Linked DNA regions of Callithrix jacchus: region 1 is linked to region 2. The links are chromatin contacts, called in public Hi-C maps. All regions are on one chromosome and are shown on one strand. Each heading gives the region's core, a stretch centred on a gene start, on an enhancer-like site or on the middle of the called end of the contact. The rest is flanking DNA. Distances are from core to core; before and after follow the strand shown.

The links. Hi-C and Micro-C count contacts between places; a contact is called where the count stands out from the background.
Region 1: a contact with region 2 is called in a Hi-C map of skeletal muscle, with 9 times the contacts expected there. The contact joins the promoter of TOR3A here to the promoter of AXDND1 in region 2. A contact is called at or near these places in 3 of 3 Hi-C or Micro-C datasets (induced pluripotent stem cells and skeletal muscle).

The regions. Positions count from the first base shown.
Region 1 is chr18:24,202,658-24,207,902 of calJac240_pri, forward strand. It overlaps TOR3A (torsin family 3 member A), which reads right to left and starts at 2,372. Exons shown (of 6, transcript XM_035279964.3): 1 at 2,058-2,372; 2 at 1,401-1,514. The coding sequence starts at 2,319.
Region 2 is chr18:23,907,489-23,912,931 of calJac240_pri, forward strand. It overlaps AXDND1 (axonemal dynein light chain domain containing 1), which reads right to left and starts at 1,979. Exons shown (of 29, transcript XR_013529486.1): 1 at 1,637-1,979; 2 at 1,022-1,228.

The DNA.
Region 1 (5,245 bases), core at 1,122-3,621, 300 kb after region 2:
CTCGGCTCACCGCAACCTCCGCCTCCTGGGTTCAGGCAATTCTCCTGCCTCAGCCTCCTGAGTAGCTGGGATTACAGGCACCATGCCCAGCTAATATTTTGTATTTTTAGTTGAGAGGGTTTCACCATGTTGACCAGGATGGTCTCGATCTCTTGACCTCGTGATCCACCCGCCTCAGCCTCCCAAAGTGCTGGGATTACAGGCATGAGCCACCGCCCAGCTGCCACTTAGGGTCTTAATCCAAGTCAGCAACGATCCAGAGTCAGACTTCCTGACCTAGTAGTCCAGTCTTGTGTCCTGAGCCAGACTGTGTCCTTAACACACTGTGTTATTGGCATTTTGGCCAATTAAGTGACCTAAATATCTAGAGTGGGCCCCATTTATGGAGACTGAAGGAGCTGGGATCAGGAGAACTCTAGGCAAGAAATTGCTCCTAAGGAAAAGAGAGGAAGCTTTTGCAAATATCAGAGCAGGCTTCAGAACTTGGGGCCAGAGATCACCCTGTGGGTGAAAATGCCAATCAACTGCAATATGCAAATCAAGCCACCCAAACTAATTAGAAAATACTAGGAAGGGAGTTTGTTAAGTCATGAGTCACAGGCAGCTGGGAGCCGGAGAATGCACAGGCATATTTCCCTGTGATGGGGACTATGAATTAGTTATAATCAGAAACAGTCTCTTCTTTCTCTCAGGGTGTGAAGCTGCAAAGGCCTCCCTACTGATCCCAGATAAACCAGGAAAGGAGTGCTGCATCACCCAGACATTTGTCAGCTAAGGGTCAGAAAGGGAACTTTCAGTTACCACCCACAATTTCTGATCAGTTCTCTCACTGGATACTTCCAGTCCCCTGTGAGAGGTCGACGTTTAGAGCAAGGTGTTCTGGGCCTGACTCTCCTTAAGATCGAAGATGTTGGATTATGAGTTAATCCCTGCAAAACTCTTAGCACAGTGCCTGGTAAGTGTAATAGATATTAGCTATTCTCTTCTTGGAGAGGCTCTCAGGGCTCAGACCGACATGACCAGAGGTGGGTGGTAAGCGAGCAGAGGAAAACCTGTTTAGACAAGGGACACATGGTGGTAATGAGGGGCCTGCCCAACATCTAGCGGTGCTCCCTCCTCCCAGCTCAGCTGAGTGTCACTTGTTCATGGCATTCCCATGGATCCTCAAGATCCACAAAACAGCTCAGTTTTGTCTGGGCTATTAAGCTAGAGGCTCAAATCCCCGAGTCCCATCTTGACTTAAGTATTTGGTACTCCAAAAACTTCAGTCGGACTGTGGCAGTTCCTGCTTGTGGGGAGGCTGGGCAGCATGACAAAAGGTCCCTTGCATCTAACCATTTCCCCTGGACAGCCTCCCTCCCCACAGATTCCCAGCCCCTTAAAGCCAAGCGGGGTCCAACCTGTAAAGTTGTTGGAGATTCTGCAATCCCCACTGGGGCAGCAGTCTCGGAAGCTGCAGTACCACGTGGTCAGGAGATCCAGGTACCGCTGGCCCAACAGGGGAAGGCGCCAGCCTGGAAAAGGAGGAGCCGTGAGACCGAGAGGAGACCATCCGGTGCGCGACAGTGATGCGGCAACTTTGCCACATGATTCGTCAGGGGCAGAGCGACACCCAGAACTGAGATCTCAACGCCCAGCCCGGGCTCGGCCCACTGTCGGCCCTCAAGCCCTGCGTCCACAAGCAGCAGGGGAGAAGGCAGTCACCAGGCGTGTCCACAGCGGACGTTCCCAAGAGCTGTCAAGAGCAGCACCTTCGAATGACGCCAGGGTGGGCTGGGAGGCGGCACAGGCGGCGCAAGCCAGTCTGGAAGGAACGGGGATGGGGGCGGCGGGGGCGGGAAGCCGGGCCCCAGAGGGTGCCGGCGCCGCGGGTGGGGCCGGGCGGTGTTGGGCTCCTGACTCCGCGGAGGCTGCGGCGCCCACAGCCGGTACCCGGGGCCGCGCGGAGCGGGACTGTGGGCTGAGACGTCGCCCGGGGCAGGAGCGAGGCGACCACAGCCGCGCCCGGATAGCACCCTGCTCCGCAGCGAATGGCGGCCGCGGGCACGGGGTCTTACCCGGGGACCCCGCGGCTGCCTCCTCGTCCTCGTCACAGTCGTCGGGCCACACCTGGCGGCTGAAAAGCGTCCAGTACCGCTTAGACAGGGCGGCGGCCGCCCTCAGCTGCTCCTTCAGGCGCTGGAAGCCCGGCCAGGCCCAGGGCGAGCGCGGCTCGTCGGTCTCCTCCCACAGCCTAGAAGCGCTGCGGGGCTCGAGCGCGCCCGGGAGCGGCAGCAGCAGGACAAAGAGCCAGAGCGGGCGCCACGGGCCACGAAGCATGGCGGGCCCGGGGCTGCAAGCCTCTTCGGCCGCGGGGCTCGTCGGCTTCACTTACGGCCGGCGGTGGAGGGGTTGGGGATGGGGGCCGGGCGTGAGCGCGCACTGGCAGGGGATTGGTGTTGCTGTGGCGACCGGAGGGCCGGGCAGAGCGCGCACTGGCAGCCTCCGCACACGTGACCTGGGCAGGAACCTGAAAACCCTGGCTGTGGTCGCGAGAGGCGGCCCCGAGACCCACTTCAGGCCGAGGGCAACTAACAGGCTTCCGGGAAGCAGTTTATTCTGGGTCGTGACTGGTTGCAAAGAAGGTGAAATCAGGCTTTGAAGTGGCCAGTCGGTCACTCCGCCAGGGCTTTCGGAGGGCTCTGGTGGCCCATCAGAGGCCTACGGAATAAGGACACTTGTGCTCTGCCTCGCCTCTGCAGCTCAACTTCCCGCCAACCTGTTAGAGAAGCCGGGAAACCGTCTCAGCCAGGAGCGGTAGGCGGGCCAGGGGAGTCAGCTGAGTGGAGAAGAGGCCCTGGGAAGGGCGCAGCTGGGTGCCTGTCTGGCCAAGGTTGCCCTGGCTCCCCCGCAGAAGGAAAAGAAACTGCAACCGAGTCCGCGAAAAGAAAGAGGAAGCTGATTGATGGGCTCGTCTGGAGGTGTTTGGATTTTGGAAACCCCCGAGTCATGGGCAAATCATAAGATTTACCGAGATCGCGGCACTGCACTCCAGCATGGCGACAGAGCAAGACTCTGTCTCCAGATAAATAAACAAACAAATAAATAAGGCTAAGTACTGTGTGCAGTACTTTTCCTGGCTAGGTTTGCAACTTTGAAGTGCGGTGACTGAGCAGCCCTTCCGACACCGCTGGCAAAAGACCTAGCGCTCTTCTCCATAGCGAGGAGCTTGGAACAAGGCTGTTAGATTTCAGAAGAGCTTAATGCATTGCTTAAAATCACCTGGCTTTCTGATGGCTGTAAATAGAAAATACATAAATAAATAAAATCACCTGGCTTACTGCAGCCAATGGCCAAAAAGCCATCTTGCCTTAGGAGAAAACTACTGTCTAGAGAGATGAGTGGACTTGGCTAGTGTCATATGTTTAGTGGCTTTGAGGTTGGGCCCTCCAGACAGTAAGGTGTCTCACCAATGTCGCAGGGAACTTGACTCACCGGTTCACCCCAGTCTCTTAAATCACACTCAGTGCCAGGTCTGCTCCATTCTCAAAAGCTTATCAAATTTGCCCCTGCCTTTCGTTCAAACGCCTATGGAAACCAGATAAGCACCTTGCTAGGACACCACAAGGTTCAGTTGAAAAGCAAAATGTTTGTAGTGTCTCATTCAGTGTGATGTCAAAAACTTTTCATGGAGTAGGAGCCATGGCACTAGCCCGGCACTGTATGCATCAAGCTTGTGGAATCCACCGGAAACAATTAACAATGCACACACCACAGCGCTTATTGGAAAACTAAAAAAATTAGGCCGAATGTGGTGGCTCATGCCTGTAATCCCAGCACTTTGGGAGGCGGAGGCGGATGGACCACCTGAGATCGGGAGTTCAAGACCAGCCTGGCCAACATGCAGAAACCCATCTCTACTAAAAATACAAAATCAGATGACGTGGTGGTGGGCATCTGTAATCCCAGCTACTCAGGAGGCTGAGGCAGAAGAATGGCTTGAACCCAGGGGGCAGAGGTTGCAGTGAGCTGAGATCGAACCACTGCACTCCAGCCTGGGCAACAGAGTGAGACTCCATCTCAAAACCAAAAAAAAAAAAAAAAAAAAAAAAAATTACCTCATTCAACAAACATCGTTTGAGTCTGAATGGCAGTCTAGTATAGTGATTACCATTTTCTATTTGTGCAACCCTGGGTGTTACTGAAGCATCCTATGCCTGTTTCCTCGCCTATAAAAAAGGGATCATAAAATAGTCCCCTCATAGGGCTGCTGTGAAGATTCAATGAGCTTATTCAGTGAGTGCGGCATCAACACTGAATACATAGTCACTTTAATTTTTGTATCTACCCAGCCCTGGAGGAGGCTCTGGGTGGTCTATACAGGAGGCTAGGATGGCTTAATACTGGTGGTTTGTATGTGAATTTATGGTGAAAAATTTACTAGTAGTAACAACAGTTTATTAAAACCGTCCAAGTTATAAGAAGTAAAGAATTCTTAATTATCTGTGGAAAGAATTATCCCTTTCATGTAGGGATAACTGCTCATTTCTGAGATGTTCTGAGTTGGATTTAGCATCCCATGGTAAATAAAGTAGGTTAGCTGCAAAGTTCTTTGACAACCAACTTGATTTCAAGATTTAAAAAAAGAGATAAACACTTTTTCACCAGTCGGTTTTGTGTAGAAACAATAAATCCAAACACCAGTTTCTAGACACGTCTCTTGAGTATTTCTTTTCTTTCTTTTTTTTCTTTTGAGACGGAGTTTCGCTGTTGTTACCCAGACTGAGTATTTCAATAAATATTCATTTTGGTCTCAGGGCTTGGAGGCTGTGCTGCTTTTAAAGGTATAGGAGCCATATCTCATGAATGACGAGGACATCTAGAGGCTATTGGGAAAACTACAGACCGCTATGATTTTTTTCTTTTTCTTTTTTGAGATGAAGTTTCGCTCTTTTTGCCTAGGCTGGAGTGCAATGGCGCGATCTCGGCTCACTGCAACCTCTGCCTCCGATTTCAAGTGCGTCTCCTGCCTCAGCCTCCCAAGTAGCTATGATTACAGGTGCACACCACTATGCCCAGCTAATTTTGTATATATTATAATTTTCATAGAGATAGGGTTTCGCTGTGTTGGCCAGGCTGGTCTTGAACTCCTGACCTCACTGCCTGCCTTGGCCTCCCAAAGTTCTGGGATTATGGGTGTGAGCCACCACGCCTGGCTGACAGCTGTGATTTTACAAGCATTATGGTACTACTCAAGTGTGGTCCC
Region 2 (5,443 bases), core at 729-3,228:
TAGCTGATTTTTAACTCTAGTATAGATCTGCATATGAATGAAAATCTTAAGGAATTACTCTGATTTAGAAAAAGTACCAAAAACTGATACAAATTGACACGTTGTACTAAATTGCATTTCTCTTATCTCTGCTATTATTTATTTTGAGATGGAGTCTTGCTCTGTCCCCCAGACCAGAACGCAATGGCACAACATCAGCTCACTGCAACCTCTGCCTCCCGAGTTCAAGCAATTCTCCTGCCCCAGCCTCCCAAGTAGCTGGGACTACAGGCACGAGCCACCATGCCCGGCTAATTTTTGTATTTCCAGTAGAGATGGAGTTTCATCATATTGGCCAGGCTGGTCTCGAACTCCTGACCTCAGGTGATCCTCCCACCCCGGCCTCCCACAATGCTGGGATTACAGGCGTAAGCCACTCCGTCCAGCCTTGCCATTACTTTTTCAAAGTTCCTTAAAGCCAAAGACCAGGAACCAAAAAAACAAAACCAACTATTGATATTTAGGGTGAATTTAAAACAATATACAAATCTACATTTGAAAACAATTATACACAGTATTCAGGTGTAGTGGAACAGGATTCTGACTCAAAATACTGTAAAAGGAATGACTTCTTGTTTTATTTAAGCAAGTGTGTTAGAAAAAGTGTAGCTAATCAAGGCATTCTGAATCGCACATTTTAAAAACCGTCTGGGGCCGGGCGTGATGGCTCAGGCCTGTAATCCCAGCTCTTCGGGAGGCTGAGGCGAGCGGCCCACAAGGTCAGGAGTTTGAAATCAACCTGGCCAATATGGTGAAACCCCGTCTCTACTAAAAATATGAAAAAATTCACCAGGTATGGTGGCGCACGCCTCTAATGCCAGATGCTCGGGAGGCTGAGGCAGGAGAATTGCTTGAACCCGAAAGTGAAGGTTGCAGTGAGCCAAGATAGGGAGACTCCATCTCAAAAAAAAAAAAAGGATTAATAGGTTATTTCTGCTTTACGGCCATGACCGTTTATGACTTCAAAATCATCGAAGTTTACCTCTGGTCTCTTCCTTGGTTACTGATACTTTTAACATTTTGCTCTCAGATGTTGATGCAGAGTTTAGCGGGTTGGAGGGCGTTTTCGGAAGGGACATAATAAACACTGCCACCTATCACTTTTTTTAGTAATTTGAAATAGTCCTCTGGAAAGCTAATTTAGACACAAATCAGCGCCGCACTGGGACTTGCAGGCTGTCACGTAGTCCTGAAGGCAGAGGAAAAAAGAAAAAAAAAAAAAAAAAAAGACGACACCCATTAAGTACTTAGGTTCAGATCGCAGTTAAGAATTCATCTAGGGCCGGGCGCGGTGGCTCAAGCCTGTAATCCCAGCACTTTGGGAGGCCGAGGCGGGTGGGTCACGAAGTCAAGATATCGAGACCATCCTGGTCAACATGGTGAAACCCCGTCTCTACTAAAAATACAAAAAATTATGGGCACGGTGGCACGTGCCTGTAATCCCAGCCTCAGGAGGCTGAGGCTGGAGAATTGCCTGAACCCAGGAGGCGGAGGTTGCGGTGAGCCGAGATCGCGCCATTGCACTCCAGCTGGGTAACAAGAGCGAAACTCTGTCTCAAAAAAAAAAAAAAAAAAGAATTCCTCTAGCATGCTTTACCTTCTTCGGGGCGACCGTTATGTTGTAGCGTCATCTGACGCGATTAAAAAGCCTTAGCGGACACGTCAGGTCAGGGTCGGAGCAGGGTGGGAAGGACCCGCTCGGCGGCCGCCTGCACCCCTGACGGGCGCCACTCGCCGCAAATGGCTCGGCTGGGGACCCCGACGTTCCCCACAGGCAGCGCTCTCGCGTGCCAGTTCCACAAACTCGCGAGCTGGACAGGGCTCGCACTGTTTCTTGATTTAAAATGACAGGAAAGGGACCCCCACTACCCTACCCACACATTGCGTTGCCACCCGGCAACCAGTCACTTCGCCCTTTCCTAGGACGCTTGTTTGTCGTTATAGAAACCCAGGACCCCGCGGCTTAGTGGCCTCAATAGGGGCTGCCTTCGGCGGTGCCGGTGGAGGAGGGAGACAGCTAAGACAATCCCTTCAGCCTCTTGGGGTTTCTTGTGTTCTAAATCACAGCATAGGTTCAGCAGTAATGGAGAAGAAAAAGGTTTAATCCGGCCGTTGTCACAGAATCCGAAAGTGTCTCAGCCCGGGCTTCCGGCCGCGGGCCGGGTCAGTGCGCAGGCGCCGGCGGCGGCTCGCTGGAGGGGAGGACCCTTGTGGCTCGTGACGCACGCGGGTTATGCAAGGGTCTTCTAAGAGTTGTTTCCATCTCTCCAGCTCTCTTTTTTGTTGCTTTGCATATTTTTCTTTCTGTTTCTTTTCTTTTGAGACGGAGTTTCGCTTTTGTCGCCCAGTCTGGCGTGCAATGGCGCGATCTCGGCTCACTGCAACCTCCGCCTTCCGGGTTCAAGGATTCCGCTTTCTCAACCTCCGGAGTAGCTGTGATTGCAGGCGCCCGCCACGACGGCGGACTAATTTTTGTATCTTTAGTAGAGACAGAATTTTACCATATTGGCCAGGCTGGTCTCAAACTCCTGACGTCAGGTGATCAGCCCGCCTCGGCCTCCCAAAGTGTTGGTATTACAGGCGTGAGCCACCGCGCCCAGCAGCTTTGGATATTTTTCTAAAAGCCAGACTCAGGGGGAAGTTGGGTAATAAGAAACTGGGTCCCTTATTGGGTAAACCGTCAGGTTCTTTGCATTTCGGTCACATCTTCGTTGGACCCTTAAACGCCTCCCAGAGCACAAGGAAGGTCTCCTGGGTCCAGATTTTTCACCTCCTTGGCGCAGTGAAGGAGGATTGAGGTTAGGTGGAACCAGCTCTGGTAAAATTGTCGGGTCTTCTGGCGGAAAAACCTGCTCTCAGGAAATAAAACCATCAGCGCCTTGGCTCCGAACTGAGGCACGGTCCGGTTAGGGATCCTTTCATATGAAGGCAGAGATTTAGTGCCAAATAATGAACCTGCGGGAGAAGCCCAACGTCTAGATGCTTCCAGACCTGGAGGAAACTTTATCTTAATCGCCATATTCCTTAGCACCTAGTACAGTGCCTGGACAAACGTGAAAATCAGTTGGACAGTTCAGTGTTGACAGAATTAAGGTTGTTTTTTGGTTTTGAGAGGAGGGTTTTGGAGAAGGTTCAGTTTAGGACTTGTGGATATATTGAGTTTACAGTAAGATTGAGATATCTGGTTGGGAAATGGGAAGTAACTGTTTGATTAATACATGGATCTGAAGCTCTCAGCAAAGGGTTAGGTTAAAGTTGAATGGATGAGGCAGGGCGCGGTGGCTCATGCCTGTAATCCCAGCACTTTGGGAGGTTGAGGCGGGCGTATCATTTGAGGTCAGGTCCAGACCAGCCTGATCAACACGGTGAAACCCCGTCTCTACCAAATACAAATACCAAATTCAAAAAATTAGCTCAGTGTGGTGGCGCACGCCTGTAGTCCCAGCTACTCGGGGGGCTGAGGCAGGAGAATCACTTGAATTTGGGAGATGGAGGTTGCAATGCCATCGTACTCCAGTCTGGGCAACATGAGGGGGAAGGGAGTGGGGGGAGGAAGTGGGTAAGTGACTGGGATTACTCATGCTTGAGTAATCTCAGCACTTTCAGAGGCTTAGGCTAGAAGATGGCTTGAGACTAGGAATTTGAGACCAGCTTGGTCTCAAATTTTATCTTTTATTTATTTATTTTTTGAAATGGAATCTCACTCTGTTGCCCAGGGTGGAAAGGCAGTGGTGTCATCTCAGCTCACTGCAACTTCTGCCTCCCAGGTTCAAATGATTCTGTGGAAACTTAGCCTCCCAAGTAGCTGGGATTACAGGCATGAGCCACTACACCTGGCTTATCAACTCATTTTCTAAGTACGTGGGCAGGGATTTATACACACATCTGCAGGCACTTAGAGCATGCAAAGCTCCCTAAAGGAATGAGGGGGAAGTAGGCCAATATTTGTATTTAATATACCAAAAAAAAAAAAAATTAGAAACTTTTGCTTTTTATTATTTTTGACAGAGTCTCACTCTTGCCCAGGGTGGAGTGCAGTGGCACGATCTAGGCTCACTGCCTCCCAGGTTCAAGCAATTCTGCCTCAGCCTCCTGAATAGCTAGTATTACAGGCATGTCACCATGCCCTGCTAACTTTTCTTTTAGTAGAAATGGGGCTTCACCATATTGGCCAGGCTGGTCTCCAAATCCTGACCTCAAGTGATCAGCCCGCCTTGGCCTCCCAAAGTTCTGGGATCACAGGTGTGAGCCACTGCACCAGGCCTCCAATTAGCAACTTTTAAAAGCAGGCACTGAGAAGGAAATCTAGGCACTACTCAGCCGAACAGTTTCCAAGGCAAAGAGTAGCTTCTAGTATTGCTTCTACACAAGAAGGGCATCCCTAAAACTGAATGAGGCCTCAGACTTTATCATTCAGTTCACATATGGACGTGCCTACAGGAAAAAATATTCTTTTGTCTTGCTCATGTCTTCAGTGCTTGGCACAGTACCTGGCAAATGATTATGCAGTATTTGAGAATAAATTAATCTTGCTCATTGTACAACAACTTATAGAAGTTGGGCTTCTACAACAGCAAATTCAATGATTGTACCAACCTTGGGTATGCTACTCTGAGTGATTTCTCATAGTAAATTTACAAAGTTATATCAGTTTTATAAATCAGATGCATGAATTTGGTTGAGTCCAAATGATAGCCATCCAAGCCTAAAGGGACTCTTAAGTTTTTATAAATTCGTCAGAAAAAATTCTGGGCAGGGTGTAGTGGCTCATACCTGTAATTCCAGCACTTTGTGAGGCTAAGATGGGTGGATCACAAGATCAGGAGTTCGAGACCAGCCTAGCCAATATGGTGAAACTCCATCTCTGCTAAAAAATATTTTAAAATTTGCCAGAGAGGAAGGTGTATGCCTGTAGTCCCAGCTACTCAGGAGGCTGAGGCAGGAGAATCGCTTGAACCCAGGAGGCAGAGGTGGCAGTGAGCCGAGATGGCGCTACCGCACTTGAGCCTGGGCGAGAGTGACACTCCATGTCAAAAAAAAATTCCAAAACTATGGCTTTGCCCCTAGCAGCAACGAACAGCTGCGATGGCCAAGAAACAGGGGCAGAGTTAACTTCTGAAGGGATTTCTCCCTTCCCACTCCTCTGGCACTGCACAGCCAAGTGTGTATAGCTAGGTCATCAAGGGTAACTAGAGAGTACTCCTTGACTGTTGCTGTAATATGTGCTTCACCAGACAAAATGTTGCAGTGTGAAGTATTCATTGTAATAGTCTCCTATTATGGGTAGATTCTTTGGAGAAAGGGTGTCTTCGTCTGAGCTGCTGTAACAGAATACCTAGGACTGGGTAATTTATAAAAAAGAAAAATTTGTCCAGGCACAGTGGCTCATGCCTGTAATCCCAGC